Linked DNA regions of Gasterosteus aculeatus: region 1 is linked to region 2. Evidence: chromatin contacts called from public Hi-C data. All regions are on one chromosome and are shown on one strand. Each heading gives the region's core, a stretch centred on a gene start, on an enhancer-like site or on the middle of the called end of the contact. The rest is flanking DNA. Distances are from core to core; before and after follow the strand shown. Region 1 has its middle 16 kb from the start of nrp2a. Region 2 overlaps nrp2a (neuropilin 2a).

Region 1 (2,700 bases), core at 190-2,689, 47 kb after region 2:
CATTAGTGTGGGCCAGGCAGTCCCCAGCCATTATCTTAGCAACGCCATCTTGACATAAACATTTTGGAGGCAATTAAACTGTGTATTCGTGTGTGTGTGTGTGCGTTTTCGCGTAGCTGTCAAAGAGCAATTACGGAGACAATGTCATCAATGTGGTTCCGGACGGCTCATTTTTGTATCAGAGGAGGCCGTGATGTTTCACAAGTTGATTAATGTGTTTTCAGCACGGAGCGTACGGCGCACAAAAACACGCACAAAAACACATCTGAAATCACGCGCGGGTGGAGACAAGATGGATGCGAGGCAGTAAATGGCTCTTAATTGATGCTCTACACCCTTTGTTTCATTATTTACAGGCTCGCCTCATTATTCTAACATTTGCAACTCTAAGTACTCCGCAGAGCTTTTTCCACGCTGGAAGCAAATAAAAACTGGAAGCAGAATAGCAAAACGCCGGACTTCCCCTCTGTGGGAAGACGGGGATCTTGGCGCGTGGGAAGCTGAAGTGGGTTTGGATTATTTTGTGACAGAAATCGGGAAGCATCACAGAATGTGAGGACAGTCGGTCTTAATGTTGAAAAAGTGTGTGCTCGCTGTGTGTGTGTGTGTGTGAGCGCACCAACACTCACCTCGAGCTGGTTTTAATATTTCCCACTGCGGCCGTGCGACCGAGCAAGCTGACGCCATCATTTTCCCGAAACTCCGTTTTCATCATGGCCACTGTGGTGTTTTCAGATCTACATCCAGGAAAAGAAAAGCAACAAGAGGCCGAAACGGAGATAAATGTGTGTTCTTATTTAGCCAGCTTTACGACCTTGAACGGTGTTCAGACACAGCCATTCTCCGTACCATTCCTTCTCGAAAGGGAAAGGTGTTAATATGTCTCATGGTGCTAATAATAACCTGTAATCTGCTTTACTTTGCTGCCAGCAGTCATCTAATATGAGACGGGGTAGATTTTTCCAAATGATGTAAATGTCGCTGTGAAAGGGAAAACCTTTAAAAAATGTAATTAAATTAAAGTGCTCCATTTGTACTGTACGCGTGACCACATCTGGGTGTGAGTGAGATCACATTATTCAGCAGGGACTCTGTGTGTGTGTGTGTGTGTGTGTGTGTGTGTGTGAGCGACATGTCAGGAATAAATTAGAGCAAAGTCCTGTGCCAGACTCGCCAATATGGGGCCGAATCTTGATCTAATCCGCAGAGTTAGTGGCCTTAAATAGATTATGCTTCTGTACTGGGGTCCAGTCACTGGGGAGGCCGGACATATAGTCCGTGTATGTGTGTGTGTGTGTGTGTGTGTGTGTGTGTGTGTGTGCACGTACAGGAGTAGACAGCTGAAACCAAGCCAGAGGCCGGACGGCACGCCCGCAGCATGAGCGGCCAACTTTCCACAGTAACCGACACCCCCCCCTCCCCCGACGCTCTCGCTCCCCTGAGCGCTGGGACTTTAGCGCCGCTCGGCTAACGTGAGCTGACACCGCGGATCCGAGGGGAGGAAGGCCCGGGTGCGACCCCAGGAAGATGGAACCTGAGATCGCCGCCGCCGATAGGCAGATGGAAACCAAACAAGTGTGAGAAATACCAAAAGCATGTAAATCAAACGTGGGCGAAAAATAGCCAGAGCAGAAGAAACGCCCGGCGTGATCCAAATTGCGGGCGCATTAGTTGTAGCTTGTCAATCACGGCCTCCCCCCCCCCAAAATCCCCCAGACGCAGGCGGAGCAAGTGAGGCGCGGTTGAACCGATACACACCGACGAGTCAATTACAGGCTGGCCAGTCAGAATGTCACGGCCCCGCGGACACTAAACCGCCGGCTTAACCTCCTCACGCCGCGTCAATATGCCTCGCTGGAGGGGGGAGAGGGGGGGGGGGGGTCTTCAGACCATGCAATCGAGGCAACACAACGTTGGTCTGACCTCATGGCGGCGGGGGCTGTCCAGCGATCGCTCGCTGTTCGGTATCCGAGGTTCACCACTTACCTCACTCCTCAGTGGACGCGGTTGCCGCGAGGAGGCGGGCACGCACGCACGCACGCACGCACGCCGTCACCAGGAAGCAATTAAAACTTCCCCCCGTAATAGTCCCACTGCGACGGAACCTGACCGGCCGCCAACCTCCGGGCCTGAAGAGGGAGGCCGAGGTTGCAAAAATAAGTCTTTGAGAAAAATGGCCCTACTTGTCAGCTGATATAAGATTGATACATGACCTCGCTTCCATCCGGCACAATGGTAGGAACGGGTTGTTTGGCCTGGGTCTTACAATTTGTACCCTTTGATAGATGGTTTTTAAGTTCAATTGACAATTAGTTTGTAGCGCGTGTGGTGGCGACTCAACGACATGGAAGCCGGAGCTCATCTGCCCTTTTGGAGAATCGTCCAATAACATTGTTTTGTTTGCCATGCGGCTTGAATACTAAGAGTCCTGCAGCGGCAAGCGGAAAAGGAAGTGTGAGGCTGAAGGGGTATCACGGTGCCCCCCCTAACAGCTGCTTGAAAGCATGCGACAAGCAGGCCAATAGGGAAACCAGAAAGGGGAGGGGGGCACATTATCTGTGCTGGAGATGAATCTCTAAACACGGCCAGTCATCACTACGAGATGAATGGGACAGCTGCCGGATGAGGGGCGTTTGTGGCACCCCCCCCCCCCGGAGGACCTTCGGGACAGTTGCATCATCACAAGAGTCGCTGGCTCAT
Region 2 (2,700 bases), core at 126-2,625:
ATAAATAACTTATAGGAACAGCCAAAATAAGTAGGATTTAATAAAGAAAAGAAAAGAAAATAACTACTGAGAAGCTGAGACCCCTGAGATGTGCATATGTGACCTACAACTCAGTGCTCCTGACTCAAAGGACCCATCCAAAAAAAGGAGATATGATACATATATATTTTTACAGATGTCTCTAAAATTTCCTTCCCGAGCTGATACATTTAGATTTTTTTCAAGCCTGAAAAATCATTCACTTTGAATGCTGTGAATGTGTGTGCGCGAGAGCGATAGCTGTGCGTCACCATGGGGAAACCAACAGCATATGAGGAACGGGGGAGGATGCGAAGAGAGGAGACGTGGTAACAAAGGAAAATGAACAAGAAACATTTACAGACCCACGCACTGGGCCTCGGGGTGGGAAAAGAAACAACAGCAACCATGTGTAGGAAATCGGGAGGAAGGCCAGCCTTACTGTGGTAGCTGCTGCTATTTAATTTGCTTATTTTACACCGAGCAAGATTTGGGATAAAGAAAAAAAAAAAGAAGAGTTCTCACTTTATATAAATGAGAGCAAATTCAACAGGGAGCAGAAAAAGTAAGATGTGAATAGTGTGAGTTTTAAAGGAAGTGAATGATTTGTAGGTTGTCAGCAGTAGTTCACTATTCCTGCTGAGTTTCGGAGGCCTGTGAACAATGTGTGACCCTCAGCAGCAGTTTTCTTTTACGTGTTTCCCCTCAAATCCCCCACGCCATCTGATAAAAATCACCCCTATGCAAAAAGTGGTAATCCCTTGCCGTGGGGGTTTGTGTTTCCGTTGTTCACTTTCCACCTTTCAGTGCAGAGCAAAATTAAACACTACTTCATGCGCATGTGAATTCAAGCAGATTTGTGCTCCATCATGACCAGACGGATTATTTTCTACATCTTTTCAGAGCCTGATATCCACACGAGTTGCAATAATGATAATGTGCTCTTCTCTAAATTGCTGTGGAACCTTTGACTGCTTATGACACAAAATCAATTTAATACTCACGACTCTTATATCACCCACATAAGCAAGCGAGATCGAGAAGCGAGAAGATCGTCTATCTCTTCACAGTTAATTCCAGTGAAATCACACTAAATCTACTGGTACCGTGAAACACTACCCCTTTTGTCCACAGGGACCGCCAAAGTCAAAGCAAAGTTCCTGGTAGTGGCCTGAATAATTAATCTCTCTTTGACTACAGAGTAGTGCACTTTATCAGCGCACACACACACGTGCTGACATACAAATCACCTCAACGACGGATCATTTGCATTTATAGTTATGTGATTACTGTACAGCGGTTTGTGTGTGTGTGTGTGTGTGTGATTGTCAGGAGAGCAAATGTGTTTCTGTGTATGCTGAACATGTTGTGCTGTACAGATATACAGTCATCCTTTTCAGGCACAGAGGGAGTTGCAAGGACTCCATGTGATACCCGATCGGCTGAATATGTGTGTGTGTTTCTCAGCTCCTACCTCACATCTGGAGAACAGACCACACTGGAAAGTGAACAAACCAAATGATCCCCCCTCTCTCTCTCTCTCGCTCGCTCTCTGGGGGCGCATTCCTTCAAGCCGAACCCTGTCCACTCCCTGTCGATGCGGGCACTCCAGGTGAGACAATCTCTCAAAACTTTTTTGGATCGATCTGTGCACCTTCTGCAGTCTCTTCACTTCTGGCAGACTCCTATGACTCTCATGCATATCCCAATGCGGTTCCCTCGCTTTTACACCTTCCTCAAGGTCCAATGAGTTCAGTCAATTACAGCGGGGGCCCGACGTTCCCATATATGAAATGATTCCCTGCCACCCACGCAGCGGGGAAGGTCCTACCTGGAATGTCACAGCCAAGTATCTCGACTCTCATCCCGATCCCTGCTGGAGACCACCGCTCCGGATACAGCCTGATATACTGGGACACTATCTCGTCAAAATGCCGCAGCTCTGGGGTGTCGAAGTGTGTGTTCCCCTCGAAAATCTGTCACAAAGGAATACACAAGCGACAACGTCGTCATGGTGATTCGTCCGCAACGTGGTGGAGGGTCATTTGCAAACGCGTCACTCTCTTCCTCCACCCACCTTTGGCAGGCTGGTCTTGAAGTCCATGATGAAGTTCCACTCCTTCCCGTTCAGGCTGTGGGCCACTTTGTACTTCCTGACAAACGCCCGGTTATCCGTGGTCGCCCCGCTTCCCGCGTCTCCTCCCCTCGCTCCCTGGGTGATCACGCCGCGCACCGTCGTAGGCACGCCGAGGTCCACCTGCGGAGATCAGATTCAGATAAACGCGCGGTGGACCAATGTGCTTTACACAAAACAACGCATGCTCTATTGCAGCCGGGCTTCTTGTTTCAGCAGGCTCGCCTTTGGCATTCGGAGTACTACTTATTGAAACAACATGACATTTTCACTGTGTAAATGATAACAATTGACTAACTTTAACCCTCCAAAATAACTGACACAACAGCAAGACTGTTGTCTAGCAAATCTGGCACCAAACATGATCCAATGGCACCGGAAAAGAGAACTGCAACGACACAAAAACAACCCCTCCTTACTTGGAGCCACTCCTCTCCAGCCAGAGGCTGCGCGGCAGCTGGGAACCAGCCCGAGCGACTGGCCACCAGGCGGGCGGTCCCCGGGTTCCACACCATGTCCCTGGTGGAGGAGGCGGAGATCTGGGCGTC

Evidence for each region. Hi-C and Micro-C count contacts between places; a contact is called where the count stands out from the background.
Region 1: a contact with region 2 is called in a Hi-C map of skeletal muscle, with 4 times the contacts expected there. The contact joins two enhancer-like sites.

What each region holds. Positions count from the first base shown.
Region 1 is chr1:23,988,287-23,990,986 of fGasAcu3.hap1.1, forward strand. No RefSeq gene overlaps it. Among protein-coding and RNA genes, the nearest start is that of nrp2a, 16 kb to the left of the region's middle. Within about 2 kb of position 1,440, at least 1 of the 9 cell types and tissues checked has open chromatin away from gene starts, as enhancers often do.
Region 2 is chr1:23,941,311-23,944,010 of fGasAcu3.hap1.1, forward strand. It overlaps nrp2a (neuropilin 2a), which reads right to left. Exons shown (of 18, transcript XM_078091359.1): 8 at 2,572-2,700; 9 at 2,096-2,275; 10 at 1,850-1,994. Among protein-coding and RNA genes, the nearest start is that of abcb6a, 28 kb to the left of the region's middle. Within about 2 kb of position 1,376, at least 5 of the 9 cell types and tissues checked have open chromatin away from gene starts, as enhancers often do.